Linked DNA regions of Muntiacus reevesi: region 2 is linked to region 1. A link is a contact called in public Hi-C data. All regions are on one chromosome and are shown on one strand. The core of a region is the stretch at or near the end of the contact, and the rest is flanking DNA. Distances in the headings are between cores, read along the strand shown. Region 1 holds the start of PCYOX1L (prenylcysteine oxidase 1 like). Region 2 holds the start of CSNK1A1 (casein kinase 1 alpha 1).

Region 1 (7,558 bases), core at 4,582-7,081:
ATGGATGGAAGGTGAGGCATAGAGATTATAGGGCCTGCCCTAAGTCATGGGTTTTTCTCTTTTTCCCTCCTTTCCTGTCCCTAAACCACAAAGTTCCCCTACCCAGAGGCAACCAGTAAGTATACTCCTTCAGCATCCTTCTAGAGATATTTTGTGCCAACACTTATAAATGTGTACACATCTGTGAGCTGTCCCTCCCTCCACCCAACCCCATATACTATTAATATACACAGTGGCCTGCACCTTACCGACATGTGCATCTTAATAGTTTTCTATACCTGGGCATATAGGACTTGGCTACTGAATAGTCTGCTATGTGCTTAAAAAATATTTAGTCTCAGATCCCAGTGGATGGGCAGGTAGGATATTTTCAACTTTTTACTATCACAAACAGTGCTATGATGAGTAACCTTGTGTGTCTGCTGCTCTGTACGCCGTGAGCGCACTGACAGGATCACTTCTGAGAAGTGGAATTTCTGCATCCAGTGGTATGTGTATTTGTGGTTTTGACAGATGCTGCTGGGGCTGAATCTCAGCTCTCTCACTTATTAGCTGTAGGGCCTTAGCCCAGGTGTATACACTTTCTGAGTCTCAGTTTCCTTGGGAGGAGATACAGCACCCATCTTGCAGGCTGGTAGGAGGATTAGAGGTAATGTCTATGTACCATTCAGAAGGGCGCCAGGTGCTTGGCAAGCACACAGCATGTGGAAGCCATTATGATTATAGATTATTGAGAAGCAGTAAACTGATGGGGAAGGAAACTAGTCTGGGGGTGAGGCTGTCAAACCTGAATTCTAATCCAGGCTCTGCAACTAACTCACTGTGTAACCTCAGGCAAGTTCCTTCCCCTCTCTGGTCTCAGCTGCTCCATCTGTAAAATGAGGAGATTGGGCTACATGACCTTCTGGCCTTGACCATCAGGGTCACCTGGGGAGGGCCCGAGGGCTGCCGCCAGCCCCAGGATGGTGCACTCACCCAGCTGCTTGACGAAGCCCTGCATGTGGAGGCTCAGGGAGTGAAAGGAGGCGGCGCCGCTCTCATAGTGCTGCTTGTTGACGGAGATGGTGGCTAGGCGGCCGCCCACAGTCCCCTTCTCGAACACGTCGATCTGCACCCGGGGGCCAAAGTGCTGTTGGAGGAAGTGGGCCACAGCAGAGCCCCCGATTCCAGCTCCAACCACAGCTGTCAACAGGCCCAGGAGGCAGGCGTGAGGAGAGACAGAGCAGGGGCATGAGACTGTGGGTCACTCCTTCTCAGTCTCCTGGGCCAGTGGTTTCCTAGGTACTCGCATCTCATAGGCTTTTAACATCTCAAAAAGGAAATCTGTAGACTAGTGCTTAGTAAAGTGTTAGCTGCTCGATCATTTCCGACTCTTTGCAACCCCATGAACTGTAGCCTGCTGGGCTCCTCCATCCATGGAATTTGCCAGGCAGTAAAGCTATCAATAAACAGCAAAGTACAACCTGCAAACTATCACCTACTATAACCCTTATTTTATAAAGAAAAAGACAAGTTAGCAGCAAAGGGGCAGGGAAGAATCTCAAAATTTATTTAAGGGAATAAATCTAACTTTATACAAACTCCTTGAAAGTCAAAGTGAAAGTCACTCAGTCGTGTTCTGACTCTTTGCAACCCCATGGACTGTATGTAACCTGCCAGGCTGCTCTGTCCATGGAATTCTCCAGGCCAGAATACTGTTCCCTTTTCTAGGGGATCTTTCCAATCCAGGGATTGAACCCAGGTCTCGCATATTGCAGGTGGACTCTTTACCATCTGAACCACCAGGGATATTTTACTATGAATTGGTGAATACCTGGTCACTGCCAGGTAAGATTAGTTACTAAGTTTAGGTTAGTTACTAAATTACTAAGATTAGGTTAGATTAGTATTAGGAATCCACTCCTTAATCCAGGGGTTGGTAAACTACAGCCTGAGAGTCAAATCAAGGCAGATTTCTGTTTTTGCAAGCTGAAACTTTATTGGAATGGAACCATGCCTTTTCTTTAGCTTATTGGCTATGGCTCTTTCATGCCAGGCAGAGTTGAGTAAAGTTGGAACAGAGACTGTAAGTACAGCCTAAAATATTTACTCTCTGGCCTTTAAATTAAGCAGTCAGCCAACTCTTGGTCTATTGCAACTTCTCACCTGACACTTAAGTCATTTCCATATCCATATTTGTCAAGCCTGGAATTCAGCCTGTGACAGATAACTCATCACCATAGAGGGCACTATTTTTCACTTTGGACTCTTGTTATAGTTTCAGCTTTTTGACATCTTTTTGGGTCTTACCCACTGTCTTTACTTCTCCTCCTTCTTTCCTTAGTTGCAAACTTAGTTCATATACCATCAATATTCTGATCCAAGTCACTGAGAAGAGCGTGTGACTGATCAGGGCTCTTGCTGCTAAGAACCACTGATCAAACAGACAGTAATCATCACACAGTACTGAGAGGATAGTGAAGCAGCTGTGGAGCTCCTGAGCCGGACAGCCATGCTGCCCAACAGTTTTTGCCCACCAGGTACCTAAGATACAGCTTTCCTCTCACCTGACAGTCTAGTAACCTACCAAAGAGAAGGAGATTTGTCCTTACTAGACCCATGGTGGGCTTTCCAGGTGGCACAGTAGTCAAGAATTTGCCTGTCAATGTAGGAGGTACAAGAGACGCAGGTTCGATCCCTGGATCAGGAAGATCCCCTGGAGGAGGAAATGGTAAAACCCACTCCAGTATTCTTGCTTGGATAATTCCATGGACAGAGGAGCCTGGTGCGCTACAGTCCATGGGGTTGCAAAGAACTGGACATGACTGAGCACACTCACGCGCGTGTGCATGCATGCGCACACACACACACCCCTGTTGGACCCTAAGACTACTAACTCTTGTCAAGAAGGCAAAACTACAAGGTTCTTTATGATCTGGTCTCCATTTACTTATTCTATGTCCTGCCTCAGCCTTGCAACACTCCACCTTCTTGTCTGCCTCAATTTCTTTTTTTGGCCATACCATGCAGCATATGGGATCTTAATTCCTTGACCAGGGATAGAACTCGTGCCCCCTGTAGTGGAAGCACAGAGTCTCAACCACTGGACCACCAGGTTAGTCCCCTGCCTCAGCTTCTTTTGTTGTGGAACAAAGATGACGCCCTGTCATGCCTGTGCCTTTGCCCATGCTGTTCCCTTTGTCAGAAACGCTCTGTCATCTTTTGCCTTGCTGACCTCTGTGGCCCTTATATGTAATTCTTAGCTGGCTGACCTGACCTGCCTAAGACAACTGTCCCTCTTGCACTTTCCCACAGCATACTCTCCTTACCCTGGCCTGGTCCGTGGGACACTACTCAAATGATCTGTCAAGGACTGAGGGCAGCTCCCTATGTCCCTAGATTCTGGCAGGCAGTAGAGCTCACTATTCCATTTTGAAAGAAAAAATTACTTCCTTATTCTCAGTGTTTACAAAGCCGCTTCCAAGGATACCCTTTAACCTTTTAACCAAGTGCTTCCCACCCTTTCCATTTTTGACAAAGCCCTGAATTACCCTACCCCCCTCCCCCCGAGAAATTGCTATCACAAGACTTAGAAGCTGCCTAAAGGCTATAGGGAAGCAGAAGACCTCGACTCTCTAAGAACTAGCTCCTTCAACACCAATGACCTGACACCTGCTCTCTAGTCTGTGGTAAGATTTGCTGGACATAGAATGAATAAAACAGAGAGGGCCCTGTCCCCCTGAGCATGGGCAGGGAATGAGAGGACAGATTCATGCAGTTAGCAATGACAATGCATGACCAAGTACAACAGCAGGATTCCAGAGAATCTTGAGGAAGCAAGGAGGTCTGCCTGAGAGTGTGGGCCCCATGCTTCACAGGGAAGCAATGTAGATCAGGATCCTGGAGGACAGTGGGTTTTACCAGTGAGCAGAAGCCCATTCTCTGCAGAGAGAACAACATGAGCAGGGCCCAGGTGGAATTACGAGGGAATTCAAAGGGTCTGATGCCACACCAAAGTGTTCAGATTTGATCAAGAAGCAGCCTGAGGGTTATGCCATCTTAATAGGAAGTTCCTCATTCCCATTATGGATAGAGCCCAAGTCACCGAGGACACACAGAAGCTCTTATCAGAGCACTGAGGAAAATCAAGAAAGTTGCAGGAAGCTTGGCATTGCCAAGTCTCTTGCCTTGATGATGCCTGGGGTGAGGTGGGTAGGGCCAGCTGGAATGAGGCGGGCAGCAAGTTCTGCATTGGCAGAAACGGTTGAGCTGTGAGGAGGTCCTGCCCCTTCCTCAGTGGTCACTGGGAAATGCCATGCTCTGCTGCCCTTTCTCAAGAGATGCTGGAGCCCTGCACATCAAGACCTTGCCTGCCTTTCTTCTCCATCCTTCAAAGCCTGGCTCCAAATCCATCTCCTTCATCAGGCCTTCTCTCTCCACTCCGGCTCTCAGGATTCTCTCTCCTCTGAAAACCCTAAATGTTCAGTCATAAATTGATTTCTGGCACGCTTCAGCCTGTCTTAATCCTTTATGGCCTGAGCTGGGGTTTGGTAATGCAGACCTTAGCACTGCACTGGCCCCATTATGTCTGTGGCACTCCCATGGGGCAGCCCTCCCTCCCAATGAGAGGCACTCTGCTCCCACACCAGAAACCCAGCATCTCTGCCTACAGAAATCTGATATATAAGGGACCTGGAAATCTTTGATTCATGTTGAGTCAAAATGACAAATGTTAAGAGGAAAAAAGTATAAACAAATATGGAATGTTAGTCAGTTATATACATGGTCAAGTATTTAGCAGTATGTCCTGATGTCTGCAATTTATTTTGTAAAGCATTAAAATGTAAGATGGATTAAAGGATATGGGATAGGTCTGTGATAAAGCAAATATAGTAGCAGTTTCTTAACGCAGAATCTAGGTGCTGGGTAAAGAGATGATCAATGTATAAGTCTTTCAACTTTGGTCTAGGTTTGAAAATTTTCAACATAAAATGTTGAAAAAAAAAGGCAAATAAATAAGAAGACTACTGTGAAAAGTTCCTCACTTTGTCATTCAGCAAATCTGTCCCCAGAGGACTTATCATGGGTTCTGTCTCTCCTAGAACTGTCTCCTACCTTCCATGAGGTTTTTGGCTCAGCTGTTACTTCTGGAAGCCCTCCCAGAGCCCACAGACTGCGGTGAGTGCCTTTCCTCTATATTCACAGTCTTTCTCAGCCTTAGCACTAACTTCCTTGTATTGTGAAGTCTATCCTCCTCCGGATAGGAACTAGGGACCAGTGCCTGCTACACAGACAACCCTCAATAAACCTGTGTGAATGACATCATCCAGACAGGCCAGAGTCCTGGGGGCACCTGGCAAAGAGCCAGGTCGAGGGCAGATGCTCAATGCCCCTGAACCTGCTGGTGAGATCAGTGACCAGTCCTGCCCCAAGGCTCTTTTCTACCCCAGGTAGCCCTGGACAGAGACCCACGCCCCCCTCCCCATCAGCACCTTGCCTACTGCGGTCCCCTTCCTCGCCCAGTCGCAGTGCTTCGGCTCTTCTCCACCCAGCTCCTCTGCCGAGGACCCCTCCCTCGTGCAGCTGCCTTCCCCTTCCCCCATCCAGCTGCTCCCGGCTGACAACCCTTTTCCCTCGCAGCCCTCCCCAGATCTGCACCCCACCCAGTCCTTCCCGCACCGATTTTACTGGGCCGGGCATCGCCTGTAGCGGCGGCAGCGAGGAGCGCGGCCAGCGCGGCGAGGAGCCGGGCAGCGTGGGCCATGGCGGGCAGCGATGAGGGCAGCACGCCGGGGCTCGGGCACTGGCGGGTTGGCGCTGGGTTCCCCGCCCCGCCCCGCCCCAGCGCCAAACTGGCTGTTCCGCCTTCCAGCCTCGCTGGTCACAGCTTCTTATTGGACAAGCGGCAGTCCCTCTTCGGCACGAGGCCCTCATTAGCCGCATCTCTCTGGGGGCAGGCTCTGTCATTGGCAACTTCTCCGTCCCGCCTCCTGGATGCGGTTTCCTCATTGGCTGGCTTGTCCTGCTCCGGCGCAGGTGTGCGCGCTTTGGGTGCTCAGCATCAGGACCCAGGCCCAGCTCCGGGGAGACTGATGACCGAGAAAAAACTGAAGCTTTGACGATCTCCGTTCAAATCCAACCTCTGAGCGTTAGTAGCTCTGTAACGTGCCTTCTCTGTCTCATTCAGTTTCCTGCTCTACCTTTCTAGGTGGTTGTGACAATCACGTGAAATAAGGGATGTGAAATCACTTGGCAGTGTCTGCAAGTGCTGGAAATTGCTGACCAACCATGCAGCCAGGATGCTAGAGGCTACTTGTTTCAGCATGCTGAAACAAAGCCAGATGCTTTCCAGATTGCTGTTAGTTACCACGTGCCTTTGCAGCTTTGATACACAGTTTGTGTCTCTGCCTTCTACTTCAAAAACAAAAGGTAAGAGTTTCATCCACTATTAGAGGGGAGAGGAAAGGTAGAAAGGAAGAGATAAGCCCCATTTTCACCCTCTAAGGAAACAAAAGCATCTTCACCGTGGCTAGTTTACTACACTATAAAGGACAGATTTCCTCTCACAGAAAATAAAATTGGGGATGAGTTTCAGAATAAAATAAGGAAAATTCATGTGTATTCAGTCAGATTATGGCTAAGAATAGAAATAGAAGGGACTCTGAGAAGAGTAAAAGGGCATAGAGCTGAGATTACAGCTAACTTTGTGAGTCTTAACATGGCCAAACTGGATTATTAGTAAAATGGTAGATGAATAAACATGCATTTCCCATATTAAAAAACCCCAAAAAACAAAAACACTTTTGGGCAATATTTGTGTTAAAATGCAAAACCAGACTCAAGATACTCCTTTAAATTACTGTTTTCTTTTTGGCCTCAACTCTGTGGCATGTGATCTGCATTCCAACTTGTGCCCCCTGCATTGGGAGCAGTCAACCACTGGAATGCCAGGAAGTCCCTTAAATCTTTTAAAACAAGCATTCATTGATCACGTTGTGCCATATTCTCTTATGTGCTAACAGTATGATCCATGCAGTATTTTTTTAATAGGGTAAAATCATATTAAAACTCAACTTTGCTTTTAATTTTAGTAAGTAAAGTAAATGTCGCTCAGTCATGTCTGACTCTTTGCGACCCCATGGACTGTAGCCTACCAGGTTCCTCAGACCATGGGATTCTCTAGGCAAGAATACTGGAGTGGATTGCCATTTCCTTCTCCAGGAGATCTTTCCAACCCAGGGATTGAACCCACGTCTCCTGCATTGTAGGCAGACACTTTACCGTCTGAGCCAATTTTAGGGTCCTTGATAATTCTAGATTTTACAGCTGTGTTTTTTCCTGTTAGGAAAAAATTCTTCTAATCCCACAATCCATGTGTATCAGAGTTGTAGGACAAATTCAAAAAAGCTGTTTAAGAGGAAAACCAAGGAGCCATAATTCTGGTGGCCAAGGTACAAAACAACTAGTAGTGAGACTGAAAGTGAGGTTGGGTGATTCCATCAGTTATTTATTGCTGCATTAACAAACTACCCCAAAACTTAGTGGCTAAAGGTAACACTTTTTTTTTCCCCATAAATCT
Region 2 (6,903 bases), core at 1,422-3,921, 150 kb before region 1:
GCCACTAAGATCTGTATGATTTGGGGCAAGTCACTTTATCCTAGTTGGGCACAACTAATATGTGTGAAAGCACTGTGTAGATTGCAAAGCATTTAAAAATATGATTACTGGGAATTAGCTGGTTGTCCAGTAGTTAGGACTTCATGCTTCCACTGTAGGAGGCACAGGTTTGATTCCTGGTCAGGGAACTAAGGTCCCACTCATGGCATGGCCAAAACAAAAATTATTGAACTAGGTGATCTCAAAAATTTCATTCAAGGTCTCATATAAATTATGAAAACATGAAAGTGATAAGTCACTTAGTGGTGTCTGACTCTTCATGACTGCATGGACGGTAGCCCACGAGGTTCCTCAGTCCATGCAATTCTCCAGGCAAGAATACTGGAGTGGGTTGCCATTCCCTTCCCCAGGGATTGTCCCACCCACGGATTGAACCTGGGTCTCCTGTATTGTATGCAAATTTTTTACTGTCTGAGCCACCAGGGAAGCCCACTTCACACTATATTTTTGGTGAATTCAGTTGACCCAGGAGTTAGGAATAACATTTTGGCACATTGTAGAAGACTTTCTCCATTACACTAAAACTGCTGCTGATTCAAAACAACAGAATTATTTATTTGGAACTAAAATAGCACCCAAACAGGTAATCCTTCAATTACTGAGACTGAAAGTTACCACAAACAACACTTCATTTTAGGAGAAGGCTGAATTTGTAGCCAATACCTAGAACTTCCATTTCTACATTAAAAAACCCCAACTTTTGCCCTTCTTAACCTAATAAATTTAAATCTTAAGATTTTCAACTGAAATCACATCTGAAAAGGCTATAACCACTGGCAATATTTTAGTACATTTTGCTGGATAGTGTCAATGTTGGAATAGTGATTACACCAGGAAGGAAACAAGTGAGGAGACACACCAAATATACACATAAAATAAGACTCTCTAGTTGAAAGGGCTTCTAAAAGTTATTTAGACTAGAGAGTCCCAGAGTACAGCATTTCAAAAGCTTATAAAAGTTTTAAAAAGGGGGTGGGGTGAGGTAGACATAAAGTGTGAACATTTAGTTTTGCCAAACAAAACAACCATCTACCATCAGGACCATTTATAAAAGGGCACTTTGACAACACATACATAAGAAGATAAAATCTCAGCAGCATAACTTGAAATAAATGAAAAAATGCATTATCCTGCTCTTTTCTAGGTATCTCATGGAAAACTCTGTTAGACTTGCCCCTGTCCACACAGAGACCTCTGGGAATCCCTAATCTAGTCTACCTCACGCATATCCTTATTCCCCAACCCCCAGCTGAGCATTTGTGTCCTCCCTATTGGGGGGAAAAAAAAATCTTTAAATGTATACCCCACCCCTTATATAGGGAACTCTTCAAGCTGAGGAACCCATTAAATTTCGGATGGCTGTGGTAAAAAAAATCAGCAGAGTAATAGCTATCTTTGGAAACTTGAAAAGTTCAAGATGCTTAAACTTGACTTAAAAACAAACACTGGAATCCTGACAGCAGAGAATTTTAAGTAGGCCAGAAACACTTAGAATCACCAAAGGAAGCTGTCCAACAGTGTTGATTTGGGAGTGAGGTGGTTTGGGTTTTGTTAGTGCGAAAACTTCATTAAATCTTAGTCTTTTCTCCGTTATCAAATTGAAGACATTTAGGTCAGAGCTTTATGAATATAAATATTTAAGCCAGAAATAAAGTACCATGTAGGAATTCCACTTAAGATATCTTCCAGGATGAACTCCATTACTACTTGATCAGCTATCGAGGCTGCAACTAAGTCTACATTTTTGTCAGCTTTTACAAAATTATCTTACTTGGGATAACATAGGGATAAGACCCTATGTTTTTGGGTCAAGACTGCAGTTTTCAACAAGACCAAGATACGATTTTTCAACGTTTCTTTGTCGGGGTGGGGTCTGGGTTGCGAAGAGAATAACCTTTGTATTTGCAAGTTTTTTCATGGCTCTAAATCTTATTTTCTGTTGACTATACACTGGCCACTAACATTACTCGGATTTTCCCCCCCTTTGCGTATCAAGTATCAGTGGGTAAACAACACAAAGACTTAGAGGGGCAGGGCTAATTCCTCCTTTCCCTCTTTTCCTCTCTGTTAAAATAGGGAATCCAACACTCCCTAAAGCGCAGAATTCTAGTAAGGCTCCTCAGCTAGACTGCTAAAACACCGAGCCCTGAACTAATCCAGTCCGTACAGGCCTGCTTTTCTCTTTCTTTCCACCAGAGGCGACAGCCTCTTTCACAAGAGATACTGAACTGGAATGGGCCGGTTGGGGGAGTAGCCCCGGTAAAGATCAAAAGGTTAAAAACCGCCTCAAACAAAGAGCAAAGGTCAATACCCAACTCTTAAGGCCTGACGCACCATCTACCAAGAAAAATGAAGGTGACTCCTCCCTAAAAGCTCTCTAGGCCTGGTGCCGCGAGGCCTTTCAGAAACCAGGCGGGTCTGAGGTGACTAACAGGTAGTTCACAGTGCCACAGTCGACGACCGGAAGTGAAAATGCGCTCGGGGCGGGGATGAGAAGAGGCCACGGCACGCTTGCGCAGTCAGCAGGCTTGCAGCACGCGTGCGCAATTGGGCGGTGACGGAGTGACGTTCAGAGCGTGGGCCGCGACTCTCACGGATCCGGTTCCGCCCTCCCTCTTGCTGTCGACCCTCCGGGGCTAGCGCTCGCGATCCCTTTCCCACAGTGCTCTGCGCTGTGAAGAAGCGGCTCCCGGGGACTGGGGGCATTTTGTGTTGGTTGGAGCCGGAGCAACAAGATGGCGGCGTCGGCGGAGTGACAGGGGTCCCTCCGGGCGGGAGCCGGCGGCAGTGGTGGCAGCGGTATCGCCGCCCTAGCTTCACCGCTCTCCTTTTCCAGCCCGCGACGTCGCCGGGAAAGCGAGGCAGCGGCGGCCGCCAGAAACAAGTGGCTCAGCCTGGTAACCGCGAGAACTCCTTCAATAATCTGCGGCCCGGCCAAAAAACCTGACAGCAGCGGTGATCAGGTTCCCCTTGGCCGATTCTTGGCCCTGTAACGCCGAAGAAGAGCCATCGTTTTCTGTTTCCTGCCGCTCTCCACAGCCTTGTTCCGTGGTCGAGCCCTAGAGGCCTCCATCCTCCCTTTAGAGGTGTCGGGGCTTAGCCCCAGCCTCCATCTTCGTCTCTCAGGATGGCGAGCAGCAGCGGCTCCAAGGCCGAGTTCATTGTCGGAGGGAAATATAAACTGGTACGGAAGATCGGGTCTGGCTCCTTCGGGGACATCTATTTGGCGATCAACATCACCAACGGCGAGGTAACCACCTGGGGTGGGGTTCACGACTACGCTGCGCCTGTCCTCACTCCCCCGCCCCGCGAACTGCTTGGGCCTTTTCCCACCGCACTCACGCACTGGGAAGTCCAGAGGGAGCCAGTTTTCCTGTCTTAGGAACCTCCCCCGCTCTCTTTCCCTAAAAGGAAAGAACCCGAGAGAAAGGCTGGGTGTACTAGGAAGTTCCTTAGCTTATTAAAAATACACCTTAATCGAACTTTTAAAAAACCGTTGTTTAAGGTGAGAATGGCAAAATCCTATTTCTGGGATCCCCTCGTTTTCTTCCTATGTTTTTAGTTTACTGAGGTTCTTTTTCCCATTAGGCCAGCTACCGGTCGCCTGGTTCCCTCATAACCCTCATTACGTTTTCTGGATGAATCATTTTCTTATACTTTAGAGGACGTGCCGCTTTCGTCACTGCCCCCTGAAGAGGGCTTTGAGGCTGGTTGCCTCGTTTTATAATTACAGAGATTTTTCTCTTCCCAGCCTCTCACCACCTTGTAGCCGAGAGTTGGAGATGTGCTCCTGTTTCCCCCTCTTTTCCCAAGTGACATTGAATCCATAAGGATATTGATGCCATCATCCCCTCTTTCCCCTGCAGGAGGTGGCAGTGAAGCTAGAATCCCAGAAGGCCAGGCATCCCCAGTTGCTGTACGAGAGCAAACTCTATAAGATTCTTCAAGGTGGGGTTGGCATCCCCCACATACGGTAAGAATCCTTGAGCAAACAGGCGATCTTCTGAGGGAAGTACGGAATGGGAGAAAATGTGTAAGAGGCAGGCAGTGGGATCGGCTGAATCCGGCTCTTGGCATTTGAGTTACCTGGGTTTCCTGTGAAGCGTAAGTCACCACAATCACGGTAAATTTTAGTTTGCCAACTTAGTTTAGGATTTCAGTTTGTTAACACTCTGCTCCGTTTAGCTTCCGTCATTCTTCCCAAGGCTTTCATTTGCAGTGGAAAGTATGCGGGTCATCTTTGATCCCAACGCGGAAGGGTTGCCTGCTGCTTTCTTTCACCTCAGCTGCTACTTAGGTTTGTCCAGCGAAGTGGATTTGAGGGTGCCGAAGTGACCGGGCTGGGCCAGTTCGGGTTGCTATTGGAGCTGGCTTGGGAAATGGCTGCTCTTTTGTTGTGTTTTTGTTCCAACATGTCTTCCTCCTCCGCTTAGAAAATGGCGGAACGACGTGACTCAACCACATATTCCTGCCCTTTTCACTGCTTGGGTTCATAAGTTATGCTTCCTGGATTCCCTCTTTGGCAGCTCCAAGTTGAATAAACCTTTGAAAAGCCAAGAATAAAGCCGCAGGCAGTGGTGAGGTTCAAGGAAAGAGATGGCATAGTGACAGCCTGTTTGTGATCTCTGCAGTAGATGAGATGTGAAATTAAGTTTACTATGCAAAATCTCTCATAGTTCTTTCCAGAAGTGTTAATTAACTCTGTAAAAAATGGTAATGTTTGTTGCATTTCAGTCTGTGTACGAAATTTTGTTTGAAATGACAAAGGCAGTTTGAGCAACACTATGTTGAAATTGACTCAGTTGTATTAAAAGGAAGCTTAATCATGTAACCACAGTTTGACAAGTAACTTTAACCTGTTGAGTTACTTGGTCAGTAACTCCTCACATCTGGGAAATTGTGGCTTTTTTTGAAGGTGGGATATTGGTGAAGGCAAATAGTAACCAGGATAGATGATGACCAGATGAAGACATTGGGTCCTTTTAAATTAATAAAGGATTTTAGAGTAGTTCGACTTTTAAGATTAAAGAATATCTTCCTAGGATAGAGACTAAAACACAGTTTAAGATCCAGCCCTTTTCCAACAATTATTTAATAATAACATTTGCAAAAAGATCCAGATATAGTGGCGAATTAACTGGAATGGTGTTTACCATAGCCTCTTTTACTATCCTAGCTTTTATTCCTCAAATCTTGAGTTAACTGGGTTATATACATTAATTCTGATGTAAAAACAACCAGAGAGACATTATCCTTAAAAAAATATTGAATGGTCATAAACATTTTTAATGGAGAAATTGAATGATACAATTTCCTATTGGTTGGAAGTCAGAATAAATTATTAGGAAGAAAATACCAGGTGTATCTTACGAGATAAAGATTAATGTGAGATCTGAGATGATCAGATTTGAGATTTTTAATGGTTCTCCATTAAAAAAAACCCTGCTGTGGAAAAATGAAAAACCTTGATTAAAATGCTATCTTATTTTGTCATAGAATAAAAAAAATTGTGTTATCCTTAGAATTTTAAATTTCTCTCCTTTTGCTTATATTTTCATTTCTCCACCCTGGCTCTTGCTGATTTACTTCCCATTACTAGTTTTTCTTAGAATTAAATGGAAATGCAATCATGCAGTATGAGGTCATTTGTGTCTGGCTTCTCTAACCTAATGCATTTGAGGTTGGGAGGTTTTATAAATTTCACAAGTCAGATTGAATTTAATGTAAAATCATTTTCACAAAAGCAGTAAGTATCTGGCATTTTCAGGGCTAGCTCCAAATTAAGTACTTACAGTTTTATTTGGTAGCTTTTATTTAAGAACAGCACTTAGGAAAACCAATGAGGGCAGTAGTTAATATGCTGATTACCCACATAAATAAATGAAATTGACCTGTGAGCAAAATTCTGAGAAGTTGAGAGCAGAGGGAGTTGTGGAGTTACAAACTGGGTGGAGCTAAAGAGATTAACCTGACTTTCAAGCTGAGACTTCTTGGGAGAGGAGATGGAATTTCAGGATCTGAGTGACTCTAAGGAAGAAAGCTTGGTGAACTGGTCAGGGAGGCTGTCCAAGAGTGAAGTCTGGCTACTGGGAGTAGTTTCTAAAGCAGAATGTAGTTACCGAATGAGGGTGAGGAAAGAGTGAACTTGTTTTAGGAGTGGTATAGTCCAGGTACATAGAAACAAAAAGTGGATCATTGGTTTTAAAGTATGAGAGAGAACTGTTTGTCCACTGAAGTGGGAAGGATAAGAAAGACTTATGCATAAGGTTTCTTTTGGGTGGCAGCAACATCTGCTCTGCTTAGTTTGTTCCCCACTATTTCCACATTAACTGTACGCGTGTGTGTTTGTGTTTAGTTGCTCGGTCATGTCTGACTCTGTCGGCCCCATGGACTCCTGTCCATGGAATTTTCTAGAGAAGAATACTGGAGCGAGTTGCCATTTCCTCCTCTAGGGGATCTTCCTGACTCAGGGATTGAACCCGTCTCTCTTGCATCTCCTGCATTGGCAGGCGGATTCTTTTCCACTACCTGGGAAGCCCAATAAATACACTCAATAAATATTTACTTGGAAAATACTAAATTAAATTGTTTGCTTAGCTAAATTAAATAAGGCAGTCTGTTCCCCCATTGTATTAGAAATTTGGCACCAAAATTTTTAGACTTCACTAATATCTTCCTCCTCCCCCAATCAACTTTCACCCTGAAAATTGTCTTAAGATTCTATTCTAAAGATATCTTTAGATATTCTAAAACAAAGGCTTAAAATTACCAGGCCTATATGTTATAACCTATTTGCTGTATCAAGTCCTTAGTTTGTAAGGACCTTATTAAGGGATCTGTTGT

The links. A called contact is a pair of places that touch in the nucleus more often than the background predicts.
Region 2: a contact with region 1 is called in a Hi-C map of blood, with 2.9 times the contacts expected there. The contact joins the promoter of CSNK1A1 here to the promoter of PCYOX1L in region 1. A contact is called at or near these places in 2 of 3 Hi-C or Micro-C datasets (blood and muscle).

The regions. Positions count from the first base shown.
Region 1 is chr1:238,358,392-238,365,949 of mMunRee1.1, reverse strand. PCYOX1L (prenylcysteine oxidase 1 like) reads right to left here and starts at 5,831. Exons shown (of 6, transcript XM_065918873.1): 1 at 5,659-5,831; 2 at 976-1,182. The coding sequence starts at 5,743.
Region 2 is chr1:238,505,922-238,512,824 of mMunRee1.1, reverse strand. CSNK1A1 (casein kinase 1 alpha 1) reads left to right here and starts at 2,671. Exons shown (of 11, transcript XM_065918879.1): 1 at 2,671-3,310; 2 at 3,927-4,033. The coding sequence starts at 3,188.